Linked DNA regions of Gossypium hirsutum: region 1 is linked to region 2. The links are chromatin contacts, called in public Hi-C maps. All regions are on one chromosome and are shown on one strand. The core of a region is the stretch at or near the end of the contact, and the rest is flanking DNA. Distances in the headings are between cores, read along the strand shown. Region 1 holds the start of LOC107888991. Region 2 holds the start of LOC107892617 (phospholipase A I).

What was found. Hi-C and Micro-C count contacts between places; a contact is called where the count stands out from the background.
Region 1: a Hi-C map of leaf shows a contact between it and region 2, with 3 times the contacts expected there. The contact joins the promoter of LOC107888991 here to the promoter of LOC107892617 in region 2.

The regions. Positions count from the first base shown.
Region 1 is chrA09:59,981,922-59,988,526 of Gossypium_hirsutum_v2.1, reverse strand. It overlaps LOC107888991, which reads left to right and starts at 1,454. Exons shown (of 6, transcript XM_016813271.2): 1 at 1,454-1,818; 2 at 2,267-3,602; 3 at 3,740-4,009; 4 at 4,310-4,465; 5 at 4,766-4,898; 6 at 5,069-5,210. The coding sequence starts at 1,811. The coding sequence ends at 4,885. LOC121206074 reads left to right here and starts at 5,081. Exons shown (of 2, transcript XM_041076263.1): 1 at 5,081-5,222; 2 at 5,395-6,320. The coding sequence starts at 5,184. The coding sequence ends at 5,712.
Region 2 is chrA09:59,315,448-59,322,639 of Gossypium_hirsutum_v2.1, reverse strand. LOC107892617 (phospholipase A I) reads left to right here and starts at 2,196. Exons shown (of 11, transcript XM_041076259.1): 1 at 2,196-2,557; 2 at 2,560-2,655; 3 at 2,717-2,965; 4 at 3,072-3,234; 5 at 3,298-3,558; 6 at 3,651-3,772; 7 at 3,860-4,024; 8 at 4,105-4,273; 9 at 4,352-4,488; 10 at 4,573-4,711; 11 at 4,795-5,064. The coding sequence starts at 2,441. The coding sequence ends at 4,955.

The DNA.
Region 1 (6,605 bases), core at 205-2,704, 670 kb before region 2:
AGAAATTCTATCGGGATCTTCAGAAGGATGTGGAGGAGGGATACCCTTAATAGCCTGGATCACATCTTCTGATAGCCAAACTTGGAAGAGGTCTAAGTTCCACAAGCCTTCCTCAGTAATCATCTCGTGCAGTAGGCAATTAGAATTCAGATTAACATCAGGAGAAATATGCCTAAACAGAGGCCCAATATTGGGAATCCAATTATCCTTCCAGCACTGAATTTTGTGGCCATCCCCAACAGATTGATGTAAGTTTTCACGAAGTAACGCCTAAATTTTGGAAAGAGACTTCCAAAGAAAAGAACTCCTATCTCTATCAATACAAACTGGTAATTCATCCTTCATTTGATATTTCGATCTAAGTACACAAACCCAAAAAGCTTCCTTGTCAGACACCAATTTAAACCCCAACTTCATCAAAAAAGATATATTCTGATCTCGAAAATTCCTCAAACCAAGACCTCACACACTTTTGGTTGACAAATGGAATCCCAACTTACCAGAGCTATATTCTTTTTCCTCTCAGATGATCCCCAGATAAACTGTTTAACCAACCTTTCAATCTCATCGCGAATTTTCCTAGGTATCATCATGGACTGCATGAAATAACTAGGAATAGATAAGAGAACTGATTGGGCTAAAGTGATGCGCCCTGCTAAAGAGAGTTTTTTGGCTTCCCAACTTTGAAGCTTACCACACACTTTTTCCACCACGAACTGAAGAGTGCTACTAGTAACCCTTTGGTGAAAAAGAGGGACTCCAAGATAGTGTCAATTGATTAATTAAATTAATTAATTTTATCTTCCATGCTAAACAAGATATTAATTTAATTGATTGCAATGTTTTTCTTTGTTTTTAGCTAAGTGTGGAAGATTTGGGATTATATAACCAAAAGAAATTTAAGTTTCACGAAAAATTATTAAATTTAAATATGAGTTATCAAGTTGATTTCATTAAAAATAATATGGAACATAAAATAAAATTTTAATTTAGAAATAGATTAATTTAATTAATTTCAATATTACAATAACAAATCGGTTAACATTATCAAGGGATAAAAAAATTCAAAAATTTATTCAATTGATTTTTATGTTTTGAAATTTAAAATTTCAATATTGAAAAAAAATTAAAATTTTTTACAATGTTCAAATTTGATAATTTTTAATGCATTATTTTAGTTTTTACTATTTTTCACTTTAATTCTTTCTTTTTTTACCCCAATCAATTCTTTAAAAGGTGGTTTTTTTTTTGTGATCAAAATGAAAGTGTGAACATAATGTGAGTATATAATTAACAACCATTAGAAATTTAATAGTTGGGGGACTAAAATGAAAGTGTCCTAAAGGAGTTTACCCTTTTAATTATAATATCTACATTCAGACCTTCTAGGCCCTTCTAGAGACTTTAGCTTTTAATACAATTAAAGACAAGGCTGTACAAAATAACAGCAATGGCGTGAAGCCCAAACAAGAACCAATCAAAATTAGGTCCAAAAATACTCCACTTTACGTTTTCTTCAATCTTCTTACAAGCCCATTGAGGTTGTTGCCGCGATCTCTTCTTCTTCGTCCTTCTCTTCGCGCCGCTAGGTTTTACCAAATTCAAAGCAAAGTGAATGAAGGTTTTTCGGGCAAATATGAAAACGCGTGCCACCTTTGACTGTTAATTAGAAAGGGATACATCCATGAGAAAATGCATTCAACAGCTTCTTCTTCTTCCTCTTCGTCGTCTTCCTATTCTATTATTCAGCGTCTTCGCTCTTTAGCGTCTTCAAAGCTACGTTTCTTTACCTTTATTTCTCTATATCTCCATGTCCAGGTTCATCTCTTTTCCCTTTCCAATTTTTTAGCTTTCTTTAATTAAAAGATTCTGGGTTTCTTTTCTTGCCTGGGTTACTTTGCCTGGGTTCAGTTATTTTTTTTTCTGGGATTGATTTCTGTGGGAGTTTAGGGTTTATGTGTTTTGAAGCTTTTTCTACGATCGTTTTCTCTGGGAGTTTAGGGTTTATGTGATGATCACCTTAATGAATGGATTTCACAATGAATTATTACATCGAGGGTTTGAACTTCTTGCAAAATCTGTTTTCAATAGCTTGGTATGTTGAATTTAAAGAATTAAATTAAGAAAGATTAATTCTTGGTGCCATGTTGTCTGAAATTTGACAATTGGAGTTTGAATACTTACCCTTTCTGATTAAGAATTTAGAATTGCTTCCAGGGTTTATAGAATTTACTTGTTAAATGATGAGAGAATTGTTGGGATGCAGATTTTTGACATTTGCCAATATTAGGAAAGCTGCGCAATATGCTATTTCGAATCCAACAACGAGCCATTCGGAATTTAGGAAGTATGGAACAGTTGTTACTATCGGGTTGCGGTTGCCGCAGTATAGAGTGTACTCCCACTATAGGTTCAACATTGGAGGAAAGGCTCCATGGGTATTGCAGAATACCAAGGAAGGGATATCCCGAGGTTATTTTGCCTGGAACCATTCATTCCTTTCCGCGAGTAGTGCAGTGACTCATCATGCACAAGTTGCTTGGAAAAAGTTCACCCGTAAATGTTCTTTGAGTTGTCATCCATTCCCTTACATAAGGATGGCTCAAGCAGTAAGCTTAGCATTGTCCCGCTCTCACTTGATAGTTCCTGGTATTTTTGGCTTGGGAGGTGGACGACTGGCATTGTCGCAGAGGAAGGTAGCAGAGACAAATTATTACCCATCACCAAATTCTTTGTATAGTCGTGCTCAAGATGGTCATGCTTTTGTTTCTTCTATACTACTTTCAGTGATAGAAGGTGTTATCTTGCTAGTGAGGGCTATCTATCTTACAATTTTGTTCTCTCCGAGTATAATAATGGCACCATTTGCCGACTCTTGTGGCCTCAAATTCAGGAAAATATGGCTTGAAGTCGTGCATCGCACACTTGAAACGGCAGGTCCAGCATTCATAAAATGGGGTCAATGGGCAGCAACGCGACCAGATCTCTTCCCTAAAGATTTATGCACCAAGCTTTCAGAGCTTCACAGCAGGGCTCCTGAACACAGCTTTGCTTTCACAAAGAAAACTATTGAAAGAGCATTTGGCCGTAAGCTTTCTGAAATATTTCACAGTTTCGAAGAGGAACCGGTGGCTTCTGGAAGTATAGCTCAGGTGCACCGGGCTTCTTTGAGATTCCGTTACCCTGGTAAACGGGTCAAGCCCATGTTAGTTGCAGTAAAGGTTAGACATCCTGGTGTTGGTGAATCAATTAGGAGAGATTTTATGATTATCAACTTGGCGGCGAAATTATCAAAGTTCATTCCAACTCTTAACTGGTTGAGATTGGATGAGAGTGTCCAGCAATTTGCTGTTTTCATGATGTCTCAAGTTGATCTTGCCAGGGAAGCTGCCAATTTGAACCGTTTTATATATAATTTCCGAAGCTGGAAAGACGTTTCTTTTCCTAAGCCTGTCTATCCACTTGTGCACCCTGCTGTTTTAGTGGAAACATATGAACAAGGGGAAAGTGTTGCACGCTATGTTGATGAATTTGAAGGATATGATATGGTTAAGGCCAAACTTGCTCATATTGGAACTCATGCGCTTTTAAAGATGCTTTTGGTAACTGCTTTGAATCGGTTTTCTTATGCTTCTGTAAAATTTTAATTAATGATTATTGGTTCCCATTGTCTTGTTTATTTGAAAAGTAAGAGTCTGGTACGATACTGGTAACCAAAAGATTACTTCTTTTCTTCCAGGTTGACAACTTCATTCATGCTGACATGCATCCTGGAAATATCCTTGTTCGGGTGTCTCATAGCAAGGCTTCTCGAAAACGGCTCTTTAAGTCAAAGCCTCATATCATTTTCCTTGATGTAGGCATGACAGCTGAACTTTCTAAAAGTGATCGTATAAATTTATTGGAATTTTTTAAGGCTGTTGCTCGAAGAGATGGTCAGACTGCTGCTGAGTGTACACTTAGATTATCACAGCGACAAAACTGCCCGAACCCAAAGGCTTTTATTGAGGTGATGTAAATAACGTAATCTGAGTTGTCCTAAAGGCTTTTAGGACATTGAGGAGTTTGGAAAATGCTTTCTTTGTTATCTTCTTATTTTCCCATATAGTCTACCCGTTTCAAATGCTTTCTTTTATGCCCCCTATCTATACTGGTTTGTCAGTTTAGATGAATTCTGAACGATCTATCATCTATAGTCTTAAGTTACATCTTTATTCTACCATCCAACCTCCCTTTGTTTTCCATATAATTTGTTCATCTCTATATCTGTGTTATTGCTGCTCGGTTTTCTAATATCTTATTTTAACAGGAAGTAGATGAAGCATTCACTTTTTGGGGTACCCCGGAGGGTGATCTAGTCCATCCGGCTGAATGCATGGAACAACTGCTCGAGAAAGTAAGGCGTCATAAAGTCAATATTGATGGCAACGTATGCACTGTTTTGGTCACCATGTTGGTTCTTGAGGTAACTCCATTTCATGCAAGTCCAAAATTTTCATTTAGAGCCTTTGACCAACCAATTGAGATGTCTTTTTCAACTCCGTTTCCCCTTGTGAGAATTCCTTGTCTGCATGTTATGTATTGTGCTTTATGTCTTTTTGAGGGAAACAAAATAAATCATGACTAGTTGAGCCTGGAAGTTAAGAATGGGAACGTATTCCCATATCGGGATTGTTTCCTAATGTTCCTAGGTTTGACTTGTTGAAATGCCTGTATGATAATTAATTCCATTATATCATGTTTCGATGCTCGTTTAAATTTGTAGGGTTGGCAAAGGAAACTTGATCCAGGATATGATGTAATGGAAACACTACAGACGCTGCTACTCAAAGCAGACTGGGCAAAATCTCTTTCCTACACCATTGATGGGCTGATGGCTCCATGAAAGAAATCTTTAGGTTCATATGTTTCTATTTCTATAAAACAATTTTGATAGAGCTAAGACAATATTATCTAGTGTTGAAAATCAAATTTTTGAGCTAATCTGAAATGTCATCCTCTTCTGTAATTATTTGTTACTTTCAACAATTCATTGCTGTTATATTTATATCTTAGTCTCCCATAACAGAGAACAGTGGAAGGAAGGGCTAAACCAGAGAAAATGAAGTGTAGAAAGCTATTCTTTTTCTTCAAATTATTTGTTTAATCACATTGAAGCACATTATCTTTCTCCTTGAATAAAAATGGATCACCATTCTGGTAGGATTCAACGGCTGAAGCTGGTAATGCTCTGCTCTTCCATCTCCTTATCTACTATCCCTCCATTGATGACTGAATTTTCCGGGACGTGTTGTAATTCACAATTGTAGCCAGTACATGATATGGCACAAGATCTTTGAATACACTAGCTTCTCATGTTCAAGTATTACCATCATGGTTTAAACAATTTTGCAGGCTGCAGGGTTGAGGAGTCTTCACGATATACTGAGGGGGGTGGAGCTCCGCGATCACTTTGCTGCTCAGCGTTGGAAAAATGAAAAGAAATATATTTTCACTTTGATTCAATGGTACTGGAAGTTGGAATATCGTTCCAACGGCACCGTCAAACGCCATGCATCAAAATCTAACAGCCTTTGCTATTGCTCTTCTTCTTCCTCTTTGCCCCCATTAACAGCCACAAAGATTTGGCTGATAATCAAAACCCAAATAATGAAAGTTTTTCAGATTTTTTTGGTTGAAATCAGTGAATCTACCGTCAACAACAATAACTAATCTTCATTGTCACCGGTACTCTTTAAAGAAGTAAATGGACATACATAATTGACACAGTGATGATTAATACCATCAGCGGCCAAAGATCCCACCAGCGTAATACTTGGCTTTGTAAATTCTACTAGGAAGACAATCGGAATTAGAAACAAGTCGCAAACATTGTTGCATAACTAAACCCATACTTATTTTTTCGAAATACATACCTTGTCCCAAGACGCCTAATAATACCCTTTCTTGTACCAAAATGAGTTCATCATTTTTCGGAGTGCCTTGCAAGTATCCAATGGAATTAGGAAAACACTCCTGCAATACACTGGTAAAGCTTGGGCCACAGTTTCTATAACAACTTATTCTTCCAACTAAAGATCCGTTTACTGAGGTGTTCATGGATGAAAGAGAGAAGCCTTGCTATGAGACACCAGAACATAGTTGTCTGCTGAGTGTTGTAGTGAATAGGATAAGTAAGGTTGATTTCACATAAAGTTTGGAGATGTAAGTAAAATAATAGAGAAGCTTGTGATGAGATGAAGCGCTCTAAAGAAGTAGGGTGCTTTCGTTTTACATAGGATGAAAAAGGTTTTTAAGCATCTATACTAACATAATTTCATCCACTTTTGATTAACCAAACATTAATTCAATTAAAAAAATATAATTTCCTTTTTGTTTTGAAGAAAAAATGAGATGAAGAATGTAGATATTATTTAACATAAAATTTTAAATATTTTTATTAATAGTATTTAAAATTTATGGTTATATAAATTATAAATTCAGTTCGAATAATTATTTTAAAATAAAAAATTACAGAAATAGATTTAAGATGCTACTATGTATATGTATACATATATATCTTTATGAAAAGATATGAGAAATCTTAAATCCACTTATAAAAATTG
Region 2 (7,192 bases), core at 947-3,446:
ACCAATATTTTAAGTGTTCTAAATCCCATTTTAGGAAAGGTTTTGGTTTGGTTTGAGCTACAGGCTAAATTACTTTTGATATATATATATATTAGGTTAGTCTTGGATATTCTCTTTAAAAATTTTAAAGTTTATGTCTCAATATAAGAATAAGTACTAAGTTTAAGTTTCAATATAGAAACAATTGTTAAATTCATTAATTAACTTTAAAAAAAAATTAAATCTCAACATAAAAATAATTATTTAATTTAGACCCAATAAAAAAATAATTACGAAATTGAATGATTTGTTTACAAATTTAGACCCACACAATTATTTACTTGTTCCAAAGCACATTAATGTGACATAGCCTGACCATTAGCCCACACACCATTACCACACCAACCAACCAGCCAATTTGTCTCATTCATTCATTCAACCTTACCTTTCCATAAAGCAAGGAGAAAGTGATTGCATCTTGACTTCCATCAATGAATCCAACATTAAACACCCAACCAATTTCATTTTCCAACTTGCTCAGATTACATGTTTTATTCTAAATTAATTATTATAAGTATTAAATTGAACAATTAATGTGTTCAAACGTCTCATGTCCTTTTCCTTACCATTATTCTAACTATAGTTTCTTTTATATGTATTTTCAAGGGATTAATTTTGTTAAAACTAAATTCTTACCACTTATTTTTCTAAACGTAACATATACATTGTAACCTTTTTTTTTTATAATTACAAAGTTTCTTTTTCATATTTAAAAAAAGATAAAAACAAAGTATATAATATTTGTCTAACTATAAAACCTCACCAATTTTAAAATAAGTTAAAATCAAATTCTTTCATGGAATTAATGAAAAAAAAGTTTGATTAGTTGAAAATATATATTTCAAAAAGTAGAGAACTTAAAAGGTTAAATATTTCATTCTACTTTATTCTTAATTTATAATTTAGTCCTTGTATTTTTATTTTTAGGAATTTATTTTCTCTACGTTTCATATTTCAAGATTTAGTTTTAGTAGTTAACATTATTAACATTATTTTGTTAAATTTAAGTTCATTAGGATATCTTTTTTAAGTTACATAGTTATTAAGTGAGTATATTTTTTATTTCAAAATATCACGTTAATAAATTTAACAAAAAAGATTTACAAGTTTTAACAATTGGACTTAAATTTTAAAATCTAAAAAGTAAATGAATAGATTCTTAGAAATAAAAGTACATGGGCTAAATTTTAAATTTGTGAAGAATGCAGGGACTTATAGCATGGCATTTTTAACTTACTAAAAATATCAAATTATAATTAAAAAAAGACTAAATGCTGTTAAAATTATTTTTTAAAATTCAAATTCATTACAATGTCTTTTTTTTATTATTATATGGCTATTAAGTGATTTTTTTTATTTTAGAATGTCCCATAAATAAATTTAACAAAAAAATAATAATGTTAATAACTGAACCTAAATTTTGAAATCAGAAAAAAAGAGGGACTAATTTTCTGAAAATAAAAGTACAAGAACTAAATTCTAAATTTATTAAAAGTACAAGGACTTATGGAATATTTAAACTACTAAAAATATCAAATTACCATAAAAGACTAAACTTGACAAAAATACATAGTACAATGACCTTCTAAACAAATTGACTTAGAAACAAAAGCTCCATTCCCAAAACAGTTTTTTTTTTTTGGTAAAACAACCCCTAGTAATTCTCAATTTTAAAATTAAGTAAATTGGTTTCTCTTAAAAGTTCGGAGCAATTTAATCCTTATTGTTTTTAAAAATCAGACAATTAATCACATAGTTTTCATTAGTAAAATAATAAATTTAGTTCTTAATATTTATATATTTTTTAATTTAATTTTAATTCTAAAAAATTAACAAATTTAGCCTCAGTATTTACATAAATATTGTAGACTAAATTTGTTAAATCAAAGCCACGTAAACAGAATGATTACATTTTGAGAATTAAATTTGTTATTATATTAATTAAAGTTATATGCAAAAATCATTAATCTCAAGATTAATTATCTTTAATTATATACTTTTAAAATTAATAAAAATTAAATTAGTCTAATTTTTTTAAAAAGTTTAATTTACTCAATTTCGAAGTTTTGAAAGAATTTTTACCCATATTTTTTTTGGTACCACAAGAAAGCTCTGTTGTTTCTTTTGATATATATGATATCATTGACAAACACTTTTAACAGTCTCAAAAATCATCACCGTGAAATGTAAAATAAACGTTTCACCATAATCTTTAAGCACCCTCTTAGCTTCCTCCAATTTCCCTTATTTATACAACCCTTGATTCTTCAACACGAACTCAAAGATCTAGATTCTTGGGTTTACAATATAGGAGGTTGTAGACCCGGTGTGGGGTGGCATCGCGGCGGATCACGACGGTGGAGTCGGTGCAAATACCGGTTGTGTTGTGTTGGTGTTGCAGATGGAGAACACTTCATATTTTGCTGCATCTGGACACAAGTTGGGTGCCTTTTGCTCTTTCATTTTCAGATTCCCTTATTATCCCTTTATAGCCTCTGGCCCTCTGCAGTATCCAAGGTAATACTCCAAGACGTTGGGAACCGTGTACTCGTTGGTAAAGATGATGAACCAGTACGGCAGCTCATTAGCATGATAAGCAACGACAACTACCATGTGGTAAGTTCCATGTTCTTGTTCTCTGTTTCATAGTCTGCTTTTTTACGGCTTATATTGTCAGGTCCGACAAGCTTGTTCTTCTTTATCCACACTTGCTGCTGATGTTTCCGTGGCAATGAAGTTAATGAAATGCGACATCATGCAACCTATTGGAGCTGTTTTAATGGTCTCTTCTGTCTCAGAAAATCTGGTTTCAGTGCTGCAAGTTGTGGTCACATTGGCTATTAGATCAGATACCATAGCTGAGATGGTGGTAACCAATGATGTTCTTAGTTCATTAAAAGTACTTTGCGTTCATAAAAACCCAGAGGTAATAAACTAATAATAACTTTCTGATTTTTTTTATTGATTCTCTTCTATTGATTCTTGAATTGTTATGTTTATGCATGATGAATGAACCTTTTGTTTTCAATCAGGTGCAAAGGCTTGCTTTGTTAGCTGTTGGGAATTTGGGATTCTGTCCGGAGAATCGTCATGAACTTGTCGCTGTCGAAGGCTTGAGGGAACTTCTTGTGCAGCTGACGGCCACGCCCGACCCACGAGTAAATAAAGCTGCAGCTCGTGCTTTGGCAATTCTTGGTATGTTTCTTGGATTTTGAGAATCTTTACATCATGGGATCATCATATTATGTTCTTTTGTAGGAGAGAATGAGAGCTTGCGATGCGCTATTGGAGGGAGACAGATACCAAAACGAGGCATTCGCATACTATCGTTGGATGGAGGTGGCATGAAAGGTCTTGCAACTGTGCAGATCCTTGAGGAGATCGAGAACAGAACCGGAAAACGAATGCATGAGCTATTTGACCTTATATGTGGGACATCAACCGGTGGCATTTACGCTGCTGCACTTAGTATTAAGTCGATGAGCGCGTACCGATTGGAAGAAATATACAAAAATTTCGGTAACTATATATGATCTGCATAATGAACCATTTGTTCATATGTAGCTGTAGTTTCACTTTGTTTACTCTATTATCCTTTTTTGAATTTGTAGGAAAAGTCGTTTTCTCCGAACCTGTGCGGAAGGATAACAATTCTGCAACTTGGAAAGAAAAGTTGGACCAACTTTACAAAAGCTCATCACAAAGTTTCAGAGTTGTTGCAAAAGGATCCAAAGTATGAGTTTTCTCGTTTCACCATATGCGAATTCATGTCGATAGAGTTACTTGACAATGTTTAGTGACCATGTGAAACTATTTGCAGCACAATCCAGATAAGTTAGAGAGGTTGTTAAAGGACTTGTGTGCCGATGAGGATGGTGATGACCGACTAATCGAGTCTGCTGTGAAGAACATTCCAAAAGTCTGTCTCATCTCGACTTTAGTGAGTGTTATGCCCGCTCAGCCATTCGTATTCCGTAATTATCAGGTTCGAGGTCAAGAGTTGCTGTTGCTATTTTGTCATCCATTATGGCAGAATGTATGCATTTATACATTCTTAATGTGCAGTACCCCGTGGGAACACCGGAGGCACCTTGTGTGACATCTGAAAGTTCAGGAACCACCGCTCGGGTTAGCCACAAACAAAGTGGTCTCATCGGAAGCTGTAAATACCAACTATGGCAAGCTATAAGAGCATCTTGTGCTGCCCCATATTATCTAGATGATTTCTCAGATGGTATTTTTTATTTTCTGCTGGTTTTTAGTATACAATTTTGTTTAAAATTTGCCTAAGCTTGTTACATTTCTTATATAGATGTATACCGGTGGCGAGATGGTGGTTTAATGGCGAATAATCCGGCAATCATTTCAATGAGAGAAGCACAACTTCTATGGCCTGATACTAAAATTGACTGTTTAGTTTCCGTTGGTTCTGGTTCCGTACCTACTAAGGTAACTGCCTATCAGAATTGTGTGGTTAATGAGCCATTACTCCATGCCATCGATTTTACGAGTTATCTATCTCCTCCGTTGCAGGCACGAAAAGGCGGTTGGCGATGTCTAGATGCAGGGCAAGTGCTGATTGAGAGCGCATGCTCGGTGGACCGAGTCGAGGAAACACTGAATACATTGTTGCCTATGCACCCCAAGATCCGTTACTTCCGGTTCAATCCAGGTAAGAATCCCGGGATGTATCCATAACTGTATTCGAATGTAATCCTTGATAATGAAGTTTTGGTATACGATATAATGTTGCAGTGGATGAACGTTGTGACATGAAGCTGGACGAGACTGATCCAGCAGTTTGGCAGAAGTTGGAAGCTGCTACAAAAGATTACATTGAAAATAATTCGGAATACTTTAATATAGCATGTGAAACACTGGTTCAAGCCTCTGCTAATAGGGATACTGAGAAATAAAAAAACACTTGATCTTTGTCTGGTCGGATCAGTACAAGACGATGGAACTGTCTTATTATGTTGCCTCTTTTGAATTTACAATAAATATACTCAACACCTCCTTCAATTATACACTCAGAAATAATTTAATCCAAAATTCTTGTATTATTGAAACAGAAAAAACTTATTAAATCTTTTCAATAAAATCACATGTTTTCGTTTAAAAAATTAAACAAGATTTTATATATATATTGGATTAATATAATGCGCTAAAAAAATTTTGGTCTCCCTAAAATGATAAATTTATCATTTAAATTTTTAAAAACTTTATAAAATTACATTTTAACTCTCTAAAAATTTATAATTCATAGTTAATCCTTTAAAATATTTTTTTTTACTTCGTTACCATTGCATTTAACATTTTTTTTTTGTATTGAAAGAGATTTAAGTTATTTATTTTAGGGATAAAAGCTCAAAATTGAAAGAGACAGTGACCAGAAATTTTTTAATGAAAAATTGGACCCACAATTGAAAAATGCATTTGAAAGATATTTTAGGCCCACATGGATTTGTAGAGTTGGGACCTTCTTTTTAATTACCCAACAACCGTTGTTTTTTAGTAGGGGCCGAACAGCTTATGTCAAGAAATTTCAGAAAACCAAAAATCGATTTAAAAACTTGAAATCGAATTGAAATATATTTGTTATTAAACATATATTCAATTTTAAGTTTTTATGATATAAAAATAATTATGTTCTATTTAAAACAATGAAAATAATTTAAAATTTATTCAAATATTTATGAATTCTTTTTTTTGAAAGTTTATCAAATAATATTCAAAACCCATAAAATAAACCTCATTTTGTCAAATTATGTTTATCCAAAACCAAAATTTAATATAGAAAAATCAAGAACCGGACAAAATCAAATTATGGACATTTAAAAAAAAATCGAAACAACCCAACCAAACCAAACTGATAACGCCCCTAGTTCAAGATTTTAAAATTTTAATTAGTGGTAAAATTGGTTAAGTTATCAATTTATCAATCCAAAAAACCTGACCGGTTTAATTAAATAAATATTAAGAAAATCATAAAAATATTTTTAAAAAAATTCAATCATCCAGTTCAACCATTTCCTTACTCAACAAGTTCGGACCGATAAATTAGTTTATTCTCGACCTGGCTAGCTCGTCCAATTCAAATAACCATAGTTGAACTTGAGTTGAGAAGGATAGTACCACAGTAAGCCAAAATCATGTATTTTGTTTTTAAGGTATAATGCTAAATTTAGTCCTCGAAATTTATATTTTTGTTAATTTATTATTTTTTTAAATTAAATTTTGCTTTCAACCTTTCAAAAAATCGAATTAGTATTTTTTTAACAGAATTATAACAAAAATTTTAAATTTTTAAATATGGCAGTTTGCATAACAATCTTCGTATATTTCATGTTCTTTTTTGAATTTTTATTAACTTTTTATATTTTTTTTAAAATTATATTTATATCATTTTAAAATTATTCTTTGATGTGACATATAATACAAATAACATCATGTTAGCATGAAGTACACGTGAACTAACATGTAGGTTGTGATACTAACATCATTAAAAATTTAACAATTTAATAATCATTTCCATTTAAAAAAATGATTTGATTTTTTTTAAAAGGTAAATGATTAAATTTAACTATAAAAATATCATAGATGTTGAGAACTAAATTTTATTTATGATTATTTTCAATTTAAGGTAAAAAAATTAAATTATAAATATGTAAAAAGAATTTAAAAATTCAAAGAAGATTGAAGTTAAGGCCACTGTGTCCGTGTGTGCCCTTTTAATTAGCATTGTTGTTTGCATTGCTTATGAGATAAAAAATTGTCATTAATGGCAAAATAATGCCAGGGTTAAATTTTTTTATTTGAGATTTTAAGTATTTTGTATTGTTGTTAAAAAGTGTTTGTAAGAAATAAAATATTTATGTTAAAACATGTATATATTTGAAATGATGTTAAAGTTTATTTATATTATAATATTTTAATAAAAATTTAAAAAAATATTGTTAGTATTTTGATATATGAAATATAAATTTTTTATATTTTGAAGCAATTAATATGAATTGTTTATAAAATTTAATTTGAATATATAAAATATATTTTAAATATTAAAAATAATTATTACAAAATCATATATTATATATTTGAAATAAATTTTAGTTAAACATAATTATATACCCAATATAAATATTACATAAGATAC